2 separate regions of the Sus scrofa genome follow, and region 2 is linked to region 1. Evidence: chromatin contacts called from public Hi-C data. All regions are on one chromosome and are shown on one strand. The core of a region is the stretch at or near the end of the contact, and the rest is flanking DNA. Distances in the headings are between cores, read along the strand shown.

Region 1 (6,896 bases), core at 1,147-3,646:
GTGCCGTGGACTCAGCCCAGCCTGGGCTTCACTGATCTGTTGGTGACTGAGGAGAAGGTGGCCCGGGGGGGAAGAGGTCCCCAGGGCTGAGCATCAGGCCCTTCAGGGTCTCACCTTTAGGACTGGTGAAAGATGATATCACAGCCTTGGGCACTGTCACTTGCTGGGATAAAACGAAACAGGATCTGATCAAAGTCCATAGGAGATGAGACTAAAGGAGGAATTATGGGATGGATGAGATTCCTCCCCATAGGCTCCCATTTACACTATTCCAACGATTTCAGGCATAACCCTCCAATCGACCCAAACTTACTAGCAGTCTGAGCATAGCTGCTATCTTTTCTGTCTTTAGGCAGAAAACATCACATGACAGGCCAGGGAGGAGGCAGGGTCATGAGATCCTAGAGGAAGCCCCTAGTCCTGGACCACAGGGAGGTTTCTAGAACTGTGACTGAAGACTCTGGGCAGGGTCAGGAAACATGAAGAAGAGATGCGCAGGGCCTGAACCAACCGCCCTCCTAGAAGTGTGTCCTCAGCAGGGACCTTCCCCTCTAATCTCTGACTGCTGGAAATCAGGCCCGGATCACCAGAAGTATCCAGGTGAGTATTTTGTCTTTCATTTCCACACCTGCTTTACAGAGGGTACGTGGTAGCACTCAGCCCCAGACTCAGCACATGTGTGTGGAGGGGTCATCCCAGGAATAAGGCAGGTCAACTTCCACCTGGGCTTGAAACCCCCACTGAGACAAGGAGACTCAGATCCCCGCTCCCTTCCCTACCTGAGCGCTTCTTCCACCAGATCACAATTCCAGCCACCACCACTTCAGCAACGAGAACCAGGCCAACAATGATGCCTATGATGGGGACAGGGCAGGGGGGCTGAGGAGGGTCTGGGAACAAAGGGCGAGGGGAGGGCCCTCCTCAGGCTTGAGTCCCGACCTTGCGGAAGGTCTTCAGAAGGGCTTCTGCTGTGTCTGAGAAGAGGCTCCGCCCCCAGGGCCCTCCTTACCCCATCTCAGGGTGAGGGGCTCCTGCAGGCCCTCGTGCTGCACATGGCAGGTGTAGCTCTGCTCCTCTCCAGGAGGCACCACCAGGGCCGCCCACTTCTGGAAGGTCCCATCCCCTGAGGGCCTGGTCTCCACCAGCTCCATGTCCTGGCTCTGGTCCTGGCCCTCCCGCTGCCAGGTCAGGGAGATCTCCTTAGGTAGAAGCCCAGGGCCCAGCACCTCAAGGTGACCCCGAGGTCAGAGCTGGGGTGGCGGGTCACATGTGTCTTTGGAGGGTCTGAGGAAGAAGAATCAGAAAATTCACTTCGGATTACTCACAAGGGGCCACTGAAGCAGCCTCATGTGACCACTGGGAGAATGGAGAGGACAATGGTTTGGAAGGAGAAGCACAAACCACAGACACCAGCCTGGCCTGGGGATGGGGGTGGGGGTCTGGAAATATCTCCTATTCCTTGGAAATTTCTATAATTAGAGACTAGGGTAAAAGTCTTCAGGTCTCAGAGGAAGAAGACAGTCTCTGGTCCTATTCTGGGTGGAGGGTGACTGACTCAGAAAAGCTGGAGTCAGGCCTCCAAAGATGTTCTCAGGTGGAGAAAAAGACCTTTAGAGAGAAAGTCATGGTTCACAACATTGCTGTCAGAGTCACAGGGAACTGCTGATCAGTTACATCAGGGATGGTCTCCCTTTCCATTTCCCTGAGACTAAATTCTTTAATTGCCCTTTAGAGAAAGTCTGGCTTCTGAGCAAGTCACTCTCTAGTACAGGATATAAGAACCTCTTTCTCCCGTCCAGAAAGAATGGCGGTGTTTTTTTGTTTGTTTGTTTTTTGTCTTTTGAGGGCTGCATCCGCAGCATATGGAGGGAAGTTCCCAGGCTAGGGGTCGAATTGGAGATGTAGCTGCCGGGCTACACCACAGTCACTCAGGATCTGAGCCGCGTCTGCGACCTACACCAGAAAGGCTATATATTCTTAGACTGATTCCATTTTCCTCTCCTTTTAAGAAGCCAGCTCCCTCCCGAGGGGAGATTGTGGAGGCCCCGCGGCCCCTGATACCTCTGCGCTGCAGCGTGTCCTTCCCCATCTCCAGGTGTCTGCTGAGCCACTCCACGCACGTTCCCGGCAGGTAGTTCCTATCGCGCTCCGCCTCACCTGAAGCCTCCCACTTGCGCTTGGTGATCTGAGCCGCCGTGTCCGCCGCGGTCCAGGAACGCAGGTCCTCGTTCAGGGCGATGAAATCCTCCCCGTCGTAGGCGAACTGTTCGTACCTGCGGAGGAGGCGGCCGTCTGGCTCTGCGTCGCAGCCGTAAGTCCACTGGAGAGTGTGAGATCCTAGCGGTGACCCGATAACTGATCCGGGCCCGTAGCCCCGCCGGAAGTCAGCCCCGCCCCCCGCCCCGACCGACCAGAGGTTAAACCTAACTGAAAGTGAAACTGGGTGAAAGTCCTGCCGCCCCTTCCCAGATGAAGGGGCCCTGCGGGTCCAGAAATCTTGGGGCGACCCCAGCCGGTCCTGGGGATGGTGGTCGTGCCCTGGACCCGGGCCCGAGTCGCTCACCGGCCTCACTCTGGTTGAAGTAGCGGCGCAGGGTGTTCAGGTTCACTGCGGGAGTTTGTGCGGTGTCCTTGACGCCCCGCGTGTTCAGATCCCAATACTCTGGCCCCTGCTGCTCCATCCACGACGGCCGCAGCTCCACCCTCGGATTCGGGGCGTCGCTGTCGAACCTCATGAGTTGCGTGTCGTCCACGTAGCCGACGGCAATGGAGCGGGTCTCCCTGCGGCCGGGCCGGGACACGGCGGTGTAGACATCCCTCAGGGAGTGGTAGCCTGGGGGTGGGGAGGAGGGGGAGACACGACCCTCCTCCCGGCGCGGGGCCCCGGGTGCGAGGCGTGGGACCGGGGAGGAGGCGTGGGGCTGGTGAGAAGGGAAAGGGGTGGTGGGTCGGAGAGGGCACTGGAGTTCGGAAGGGGTGGGAGGCGGGGGAGGTACAGGGCCCGGCAGGACCGAGGTGGGGAATCTGGGGCGGAGGCGGCGGAGGCGCATCTTCTCCTGGGGTCCGGCTCCCCAGCCAGGCGGTGCCCTCGTTCCTCCCCGCAGAGGCCGTTCCTCCCCAACCCCGCACTCACCCGCCCGGGTCCGGGTCAGGGCCAGGCCCCCCCCCAGAGAAGCAGGAGGAGGGCTCGAGACCCCCTGACCCGTATCCTTGGGGTCTGGGAAGAAGCTGAGTGGAGGCGGGTGAGTGGAGATTTTGTAACCCGGGACCGCGGTGGCTTTGATTGGCTTCTCCAGAAACCCGACCCGCAATGGGAGTGAGAAGTGGGGACTTGGGGCCGCGTCAGGAAAATCCATGCGGGGAGGGTCCGATATTTTATAATCCGGGCAGGGTGATAGTATTAATAACCTTTTACATGTTAACAGAAATCATATGTTTTTATGAGAAATAACTATTTTCCTAGATAAGCAGAATAGTGAGAAGAGTGTATTTACTTATTTATTTATTTATTTTTATTTTCCCACTGTACAGCAAGGGGGTCAGGTTATCCTTACATGTATACATTGCAATTACAGTTTTTCCCCCACCCTTTCTTCTGTTGCAACATGAGTATCTAGACATAGTTCTCAATGCTATTCAGCAGGATCTCCTTGTAAATCTATTCTAAGTTGTGTCTGATAAGCCCAAGCTCCCGATCCCTCCCACTCCCTCCCCCTCCCTCCCCCTCCCATCAGGCAACCACAAGTCTCAGAAGAGTGTATTTTTTACATTTTTTGCAACTCTCGTCTCGCATTAGAAGACCGCTGGAGGAATTCCCTTCGTGGCGCAGTGGTTAAGGAATCCGACTAGGAACCATGAGGTTGCAGGTTCCATCCCTGGCCTTGCTCAGTGGGTTAAGGATCTGGCCTTGCCGTGAGCTGTGCTGTAGGTCGCAGACGAAGCTCAGATCTGGTGTGGCTATGGCTGTGGCATAGGCCTGCGGCTGAAGCTCCAATTGGACCCCTAGCCTGGGATCCTCCATATGCCGTGGGAGCAGGCCTAGAAAGGCAAAAAGACAAAACAAAAACAAAAACAAATAAATACCAAAACAACCCACTGTTATTTTGATTGAAGTATATGAAAAAATATGCAGCCTTACAAATGCATGAGAGTAGTGTTTTAACTAACATTTTCAGATAATTTTTGCTAATCATCTTTGTTACTAAATTAAAATTATGCAAGTGGTAGTTTCTCAGTTTTGTTTTTTGACCAAGTGGAACCTGAAACACTGAATACTTCCTGTCTTGTCACATTAAAATACATAGGCCTATCTTGATATTGAAATGGATCTTTAACTAATGCATGAGTTTTTAAAGTAATGTATGGTTTCACTAAGTTATAGGTCTTCCACTGTAGATTTCAGTAAATCAACGTTTGAATCAAGGAAACAAGTATTGTTACTTGTTAAGCGTCAGTTGATTTTTTTTTCCCCCTGGGGCCTGTGGCATATGGAAGTTCCTGGGCAGGGAATCAAACTCTTTTCTTTTCTTTTTTTTTTTTTTATAAATGGATACTTTATTTTTTTTTTTATTTATTTTTTTTGTCTTTTGTCTTTTTGTTGTTGTTGTTGTTGTTTTTGTTGCTACTTCTTGGGCCGCTCCCGCGGCATATGGAGGTTCCCAGGCTAGGGGTCCAATCGGAGCTGTAGCCACCGGCCTACGCCAGAGCCACAGCAACACGGGATCCGAGCCGCGTCTGCAACCTTCACCACAGGTCACGGCAACGCCGGATCGTTAACCCACTGAGCAAGGGCAGGGACCTCATGGTTCCTAGTCGGATTCGTTAACCACTGCGCCACGACGGGAACTCCTTTTTTTTTTTTTTTTTTTATAAATGGATACTTTATTTATTTATTTTTTTTAGAATTCTTTACCTATTGCGCCTCCCCATACTTTCCCCCCAAATTCAAACAATTTTATTTCCTTTCATCCCAGACTCCTCTGTCCTTATTGTCTGTACCCAAATGAAAACACACATGACATTTTTCAATTGTAGACTGACGAGTTCTCTAAGCATGACCCAAAGGTGAAAAACAATCAAGAAAAACATAAAACTTTTCTAAGGCAACCAAAGATTCACAGGAGTTCCCGTCGTGGCTCAGTGGTTAACGAATCCAAGTAGGAACCATGAGGTTGGGGGTTTGATCCCTGGCCTTGCTCAGTGGATTAAGGATCCAGTGTTGCCATGGGCTGTGGTGTGGGTGGCAGACAGGGCTTGGATCTGGTGTTGCTGTGGCTCTGGTGTAGGCTCGTGACTACAGCTCCGATTAGACCCCTAGCCTGGGAACCTCCATATGCTGAGGAGTGGCCCTAGAAAAGGCAAAAAGACAAAAAAAAAAAAAAAGAAAAAAAAAGAAAAAAAGAAATGCAAATGTCAAATATATTAGTTATAAATAAATGTAAACAAAAGCAAGAATGTGAAAGGAGAAATGAGAATAAAATTAAGATCTATCAGTTTGGCAAAGATGAAAGCAAGCGATGAGATAACTGAGCAGAGGGTAGGGGGAATATGCTGTCATAAAGGCTGATGGGATTGAACACTGATACAAAATTTCTAATGGGCCCCTTTGCTAAACATCTTAATAATTTCAATGTGCTCACATTTTGACCTAGAAATTTCACCTTTAGGAAGTTATCCTAATTAGCTAATCACACATATTCCCTAAAATACAGGTTCAAGAAATTTCTTGAATTTTGGTTTATAAAAGCAGAAGAATGGAATCTTGTCTAAGTGCTATAATCACTATAATGACTATGAACTGTGGGACACCAAATATGTCTCAACAGTGCCATAGATTTTACATAGCGAATCACATTTATTCCTCGAAGAAAACCTACGAGGCACCCAATTTATGATCCCTTTTAATGACAGGGAAAGGGAGATTCAGGGAGATTAAAGTGCATATATTTTAGTGCATCTTTGAATCAAGATCTGGTAGAGACAATGAAGAACAAAAGCAGACCTTGATAGGGAGTTCCCATTGTGGCGAAATGGAAACAAATCCAGCTAGTATCCATGAGGATGTGGGTTCGATCCCTGCCCTCTCTCAGTGGGTCAGGGATTCGGTGTTGCTGTGGCTGTGGTGTAGGCTGGCAGCTGTAGCTCCGATTAGACCCCTAGCCTGGGAATTAACATATGCCATAGGTGCGCTCCCCCCCAAAAAAAACCCTGACACTCTTGTGAGGGAGATGGACACTCAGCAGAAATGACAGAGCTAGGAGTTCCCGTTGTGGCTCAGTGGGTTAAGGACCTGACTTTGTGAGGATGGGGGTTCCATCCCTGACCTTGTCCAGTGGCTTAGGGATCAGATGTCGCTGTGGCTATGGCTTAGGCTGAAGCTGCAGCTCTGATTTGACCCCTGGCCCAGGAACTTTTATGTGTTTCAGATGTGGCTGTAAAAAGAAAAAAGAAAAAAAAAAAAAAGAAAGAAATGACAGAGATTAATGTGAACCAGTACTGAGCTAAGTGCTGTGAGGAAAAATTCATGAAATCATGAAAGCAGAAAACCAGGAGCCCTGACAGGTCCCCTACCACTATCATCAATAATATCTAAGACGTGTAAACATATGTAAAAAATATAAGGTGTATGAAACTAAACCAGAATTATTAAAAATGTGTACAATCATAGAGGAAGAAAGACCTCTTGGAAAATAAAAATATGATCATAGAAATGAATAATTTAATAATTAATTGAAATATGAAATCATACCCCCACTAAGTGGTATAAATGGAAAGTAATGACCAGCAGGAGAGAAGACCTGCTAGTCTGTCAGTCAAGACATTCCAGCAAATTAATCGTACCAGTTTCATCAAGAATGACAAGTAGGAAACGGTAAAACATTTTTTCAAGAACATTT
Region 2 (6,310 bases), core at 3,036-5,535, 170 kb before region 1:
TAGCCCTAACAGTCATCCCTCAGAGGAGCTGCTGAAGCAACCCGACTATTCGGACAAGATCAAGCAGATGCTGGGTAATGCTCCCCGCCAGCCCTGGGGCCCAGGCCAGCAGGCCTGCAGTGGAGTTGGGGGAGCAGGGGTGTTGCCACTGGGCAGCAAGACGTGGGAGGGGAAGACTGAACAGAGAGCGTGGTGCTCTGCCAGGTTGGTCTGGAGGTGGGCCGGGCACACCTAAGTGGGGAGACGCCCTGCTGCTCTTCCAGCAGCCCCTGCTCACGGCTTTGTTCCTTTTGCATTAACAGTGCCCCATGGACTCTTGGGCCCTGGTCCGATCGCCAACGGTTTCCCCCCAGGAGGCCCTGGGGGCCCTAAGGGCATGCAGCATTTCCCCCCTGGGCCCGGGGGGCCTATGCCTGGTAGGTAGTGGGGGAGAGGGTGGAATGGGCTTGTCCCTGTACTTTGGGTCTGGTGATGCTACAGGGGTGATGAAAGCTGGGAGTGGCAATCCTTGGGTGTGACAGGCAGCTGATACTGTCTCTCTCCCTTTCCTCCCCCAATAGGTCCCCATGGAGGCCCTGGGGGCCCTGGTGGGCCAGTGGGTCCTCGTCTCCTGGGTCCCCCACCCCCTCCCCGGGGGGGTGATCCCTTCTGGGATGGCCCGGGTGACCCCATGCGGGGTGGCCCGATGCGAGGGGGACCAGGACCAGGTCCTGGACCATACCATAGAGGACGCGGTGGCCGAGGAGGAAATGAACCTCCTCCTCCTCCTCCTCCTTTCCGAGGGGCCAGAGGAGGGCGCTCTGGTGGAGGACCGCCTAATGGACGAGGGGGCCCCGGCGGGGGCATGGTTGGAGGCGGTGGGCATCGTCCCCATGAAGGCCCTGGCGGGGGCATGAGCAGCGGCAGTGGACATCGCCCCCACGAAGGCCCTGGCGGTGGCATGGGTGGGGGACATCGCCCCCACGAAGGCCCTGGCGGTGGCATGGGTGGGGGGCATCGCCCCCATGAAGGTCCCGGCGGTGGCATGGGTGGAGGCAGTGGACATCGCCCCCACGAAGGCCCTGGCGGAGGAATGGGTGCTGGTGGTGGACATCGGCCCCATGAAGGCCCTGGACATGGGGGGCCCCATGGCCACAGGCCTCATGATGTCCCTGGTCACCGAGGCCACGACCATAGAGGGCCGCCACCTCATGAACACCGTGGCCATGATGGCCCTGGTCACGGAGGAGGGGGCCACCGAGGGCATGATGGAGGCCACAACCACGGAGGAGGTGAGGATGCTCCCTGTCCCCTTGTGTGCCTCTTGGTGTCCCATACAGGCATTGGCGGGGGGGCTGTCACTACCTCAGGTGTGGCAGGCAGAACCCCAGGTCACCTCGTTCCCAGTTCCCAGCATGCCTGGCAGCTCCTACCTTTTACCCTTCCCCCAGGCCCCCAAGCTTGGTGTCGCTGAAAGATGCTTCTCAGGAGGCTTGGACTGCTGCCGCGAGGGTGGTACTGACCTCTGAGCTATTCTGTCTAACCGTCATTCCCCCCTTGTTCCCACAGACATGTCAAAGCGCCCCGTTTGTCGACATTTCATGATGAAGGGCAACTGCCGCTACGAGAACAACTGTGCCTTCTACCACCCGGGTGTCAATGGGCCCCCCCTGCCCTAGGACCGCCCGCCCGCCCGCACACAGCCCTGCGGACTGTAGCCTGGCTCCTTCCACCCTTTTATGGCTTCTGTGAGGCCCACTGTCCCCTGCCCCCAGCCGATGAGGAGCTGGCCCCCTCAGCGCCCACCTGCCTGGGTTCCTGGGGGTTTTCTGATCACTGGTGCGCATCGATGTACATATTTCCCTCCAGTCTGGGGAGGAGAGACTGGACACATTCTGTACCCTGGACTGAAGAGGAGACCCAGTTGGCTTCACTTTTTGAGGAGAGTTGTCCGGTTTCCCAAGTCCCTCCCTCCCCGGTGTGACCCTGCGTGCCGGAGAACCTGAAGCTAGCGAGGCCGGAGCCCACCTCTGCTCTCCTGCGCTGGGTCCCGACGCGTGTGAGATCATCCCAGCCACGGATATTCCTCCCTGCGGGGTAGAGGTGGTAAGGGGTGCTCTACCTCCCTCTGCACGGAGGGGCTCGGTCCGGCTGGATTTGAGTCCGGAACACACCTCGCCCCCCCACCCCCCCTCCAGCCATCCGTTCTGAATTCTTTCTCTAAGGACTGCGACCGTCTGAAGAGCCGAGTTTGCAGCATGGGTCTGGCTGGGTTCGATGATGGCAAATTCCTATCTGCATCCAGTCAAGTTTGAGCTGGCCTAGGGGTGGCTCTTTGTGGCGGTCCACCCTTGCCTACGGCTCATTCTGGAAATTAAAACACTTCAGTGAGACCAGCTTTTCATCAACTGAAGCCCGGTGTGCTGGGCCTGACAGTCACACTACATGCACTGCCTTCAGGAGTGAGTGCGCTCCTGGCCCCTACCTGGAACCTTGTCGGGGGAGGCCTCCAGCTCCCTTGCCCTGTCAGCCACCTCTGAGTCCCCACCAGGTGCCTTCCTGGGTGGATTCGTTAGGGTGACTGGCCCTCTCCAGCCCTTTCCTTCACCTGTCTCAGCATCAGTTGTTTTCTATGAAAACAGTGGATTGGTTGGGTTTTGTGCAGGGTCTATGGTTAGAGCCACAATGGATTTGAGGATGAGTATTTTTCTTTTTCTTTTGGTTTTGTATATTTTGTACATTAATAATAAACAGTGGAAAGAGAAGCAACTTATTTAACCCCCGGTGTATTTGGAATTTTTTGTCTTTTTAGGGCCACACCTGTGGCATATGGAGGTTCCCAGGCTAAGGGTCGAATTGGAACTGTAGCCACTGGCCTATACCACAGCCACAGCAATGCCAGGTCCGAGCCACGTCTGCAACCTACACCACAGCTCACGGCAATACTAGATCCTTAAAACCACTGAGCAAGGCTGGGCATCGAACTCGTAACCTCATGGATGCTAATCAGATTCGATTCTGCTGAGCATGATGGGAACTCCTGGACTCTTTACTGTTACTTAGCTGCGCTTGAGGTTACATTAATATAAACCTCTGTGGAATGTAGTTTTCAATACTTTGTTGGTATTAAATACTGGTGAAGGGAGTTCCTGTCGTGGCACACAGAAAAGAATCCGACTAGGAACCATGAGGTTGTGGGTTTGAGCCCTGGTCTCGCTCAGTGAGTTAAGGATCCAGCGTTGCTGTGAGCGGTGGTGTAGGTCGCAGACATGGCTCAGATCTGGCGTTGCTATGGCCGTGGTGTAGGCCAGCAGCTGTAGCTCCAATTAGACCCCCAGCCTGGGAACTATATGCTGTGTGTGTAGCCCTAAAAAGGGAAGAAAAAACTGGTGAAGGAGTGCTGTGAATATGAAACACCGCAGGGTACAGGGGGGCTCCCGTGTTGTGAGACACTGGGGATCCAGAACTCACAGATTGGCTGAGATGCAGGAGGTTCAGACACATGGATTCTAGCTGATCTGCCAGCCTGCAGAGTAGCTTAGGGAAGGAATTTAAACGAGGGTTAGAAAGCAGAAGATGGAGAGGATTAAATAGTTAAGTTCTGCTATTATGCAATTAGAAATCAGTAGGTTACGTTTTATGGGGAAAGGGAGCATATTGAGGCCAGAGTTGAGAAGAGTGGTTTCCAACCTTTTAGCGTTCCATCAGAATCATCCGAAGGGCTTTGTTTTTTCATTCCCACTGTGGTGGAATGGAGCAATGGGATAGGTAGCGTCTTGGGAGCACTGGGACACATATTCAGTCCCCAGACCAGGCTGGCACAGTGGGTTAAGGATCCGGTGTTGCCACAGCTGTGGCTTAGGTCGCAACAGCACTTGGGATCTGATCCCTGGCCTGGGAACTCCATATGCTGCGGGGGCAGCCAAAAAAAGGGAAAATTCACTGTCCCTAGAACGTGTTTCTAGGCTGTTGTTTCTAGGATTGGCCACAAGACGGCAGTAACTTCCTAAATTCCACAAGCCCAACCCACACTTAGTAAAGCCGATTGCCGGCAGCTGCAGCTTAGATCGCAACAGCAGCTTGTATCTGATACCTGGCCGGGTAACGGCTAACTCCATATGCCAAAGGGAGGCCAAAAAAAGGAAAAAAAGAAAAATTTCACTGTTCCTAGAACACGTTTCTTGGCTGTTGTTTCTAGGATTGGCCACAAGAGGGCAGCAACTTCCTAAAGTCACAAACCGAACCTACACTTAAAGCCAGTGGGGCAGATTTTATCTTCCCTTTGCCCCATTTCGCCAAAGAGGGTGTCCAGTTAGCCTGCTGTTCCTCTCTGCACTGGGAGAGCGCCTGAGAAGACATAATCTAAAGGCCAAGCTAAGGAGGTGAAATAACGAAGTACACAGCTCAAGTGAAAAGTTTAGAAAAAAATTTAAAAATTCTTTAACTTGCATTTCCTTCCTTCTGGATCCATCTATTGCCTGCTTCATACTTTCCTCCCTTCATCTGCAACAGGCCACAAGAACCTTTAAAGAGAGCTTAGTTTTTTCTATTTTACTTTAAAAATGAGTTCAGGAGTTGCCATCGTGGCTCAGTGGTTAACAAATCCGACTAAGAACCATGAGGTTGCGGGTTCGATCCCTGGCCTGGGAACTCCAGGCCTTGCTTAGTGGGTTAAGGATTGGGCATTGCCATGAGCTGTGGTGTAGGTCACAGACGTGGCTCAGATCCCACGTGGCTGTGGCTCTGGCATAGGCCGGCAGCTATAACTCTGATTAGACCCCTAGCCTGGGAACCTGCATGTGCTGTGTGGCCATAGAAAAGACAAAAAAAAAAAAAAAAGTTCAGTAATTTTCCTTTCAAATTCTTCATGAAAATCCAAAATAAACTGTTACTTAGGTTTTCTTTATTTTGGGGGCATAGGGGGAGAGGCTGAGCATCTCTTCCATTTCACTGTACCCATCAACTCATTTCTGTTCTTCACCACGCCCTCGCGACTGCTTCAGTTGGCCTGTTCTTTCTCTTTCCATTTCCACTCCCATCCCCCAAATCCACTTCGAACTTTTGACACTGTCAGCTTTCCCAAGCACACCAGTCCAATCTCCAATTCTCAATCACCATTATGTTGTTTCTCCCATTCCTGCTCCCTGGCAGTAAACCTAACATTGAAAGATCAGGAAATCCTACCACCCTGGCGCAGTGTAAATTATTAGCACCAACTCAACATTTACCGCTGCCTGGCAAACTTCTGAACTCCTCTTGATTCGCCGGCACCAAACCTCCTGGGAAAGTGAGCCCCCTGGAGTGCTTGCACTTCTCTTTGGCTGAAAATCAGTCTACATTATTTTCTTTCCTTTCGGAGAGGAAGGGGAGTATTTCCTCCTTCCCAAGAGAATATCTAACGCCCCTCCTGACCTTGCTCCCTGCCCCCTCCATTCTTCATCCAGCAGCCAATTCTGTGAAAATGAAAACTAGGTCAATCACACTCCGGCAGAGACACCGAGGGCCCCCTATTGCTCCCGGGATCATAGCCCAACTCCCTATCAAGGTTTACAAGGCCCTGTGGGTCCTGGCTCCTGCTCAGGCTCCAAGCTCAAGCTAGGTTCCATGTTCTAAGCTTAAGCCAAGTCAAACTTTTTCCAGCTTCTGGGCCTTTGCCCATTCTGGTCCCTTCCCCAAAGGCTCTTTCTCACTTATCTAGTCAGTTCCTTCTCCATCTAAAGGCTTTGGCTTTAATGTTACTTCCTCTGAGGAGTTCCCTTGTGTCTCAGCAAACCTGACTAGCATCCATGAGATGCAGGGTCAATCCCTGGCCTCGCTCAGTAGGTCAAGGCTCCAGCATTGCCGTGAGCTGTGGTGCAGGTTGCAGACGTGGCTTGGATCCTTTGCTGCTGTGACTGTGGTGTAGGCCAGCAGCTCAGCTCTGACTGACCCCTAGTCTGGGAGCTTCTTCATGCCAAAGTTGCGGCCCTAAAACAAAAAACAAAAAAACTGTGGGAAATGTAAAATTTTAGTATTCATTTTACAAGTAACATTCCTGTATATCTGATGTATCATCTCATCTAAACAAGTGAACTGAAAATGTTAAGTGTAAAGTATAGAGTGTAACATGAAATACATGTTAACAAAAGCAGAAGAATTTACAGTCCTTTACAAATGGTTATATATCTAATCCCTGAATAACCTGGTGAGGTTGGATCACCTCCATGTTACAGATGAGCAAACAGGTACCAAGAGGTTAAGTCCAAGGTCATACCATTAGTAGTGGACTTGAAGCCTGCTGCCTCTGTTCTGGACCCACTTCATCAAATCGTGGAGATTACTTTTACATGTA

What was found. Hi-C and Micro-C count contacts between places; a contact is called where the count stands out from the background.
Region 2: a contact with region 1 is called in a Hi-C map of liver, with 2.1 times the contacts expected there. The contact joins two enhancer-like sites. A contact is called at or near these places in 7 of 47 Hi-C or Micro-C datasets (blood, embryonic fibroblasts, liver and 4 more) and 1 of 2 datasets of contacts at active chromatin or transcription factors (alveolar macrophages).

Annotation. Positions count from the first base shown.
Region 1 is chr7:22,970,746-22,977,641 of Sscrofa11.1, reverse strand. It overlaps the pseudogene SLA-4. Among named protein-coding and RNA genes, the nearest start is that of SLA-2, 18 kb to the right of the region's middle. Within about 2 kb of position 2,396, at least 36 of the 83 cell types and tissues checked have an H3K27ac peak or open chromatin away from gene starts, as enhancers often do. A contact at or near this core is called in alveolar macrophages, liver and subcutaneous adipose tissue, where this site is marked.
Region 2 is chr7:23,145,281-23,151,590 of Sscrofa11.1, reverse strand. PPP1R10 (protein phosphatase 1 regulatory subunit 10) reads left to right here. Exons shown (of 18, transcript NM_001123165.1): 15 at 1-74; 16 at 303-416; 17 at 561-1,271; 18 at 1,549-1,658. The coding sequence ends at 1,658. Among named protein-coding and RNA genes, the nearest start is that of PPP1R10, 10 kb to the left of the region's middle. Within about 2 kb of position 4,285, at least 26 of the 83 cell types and tissues checked have an H3K27ac peak or open chromatin away from gene starts, as enhancers often do. A contact at or near this core is called in alveolar macrophages, liver and subcutaneous adipose tissue, where this site is marked.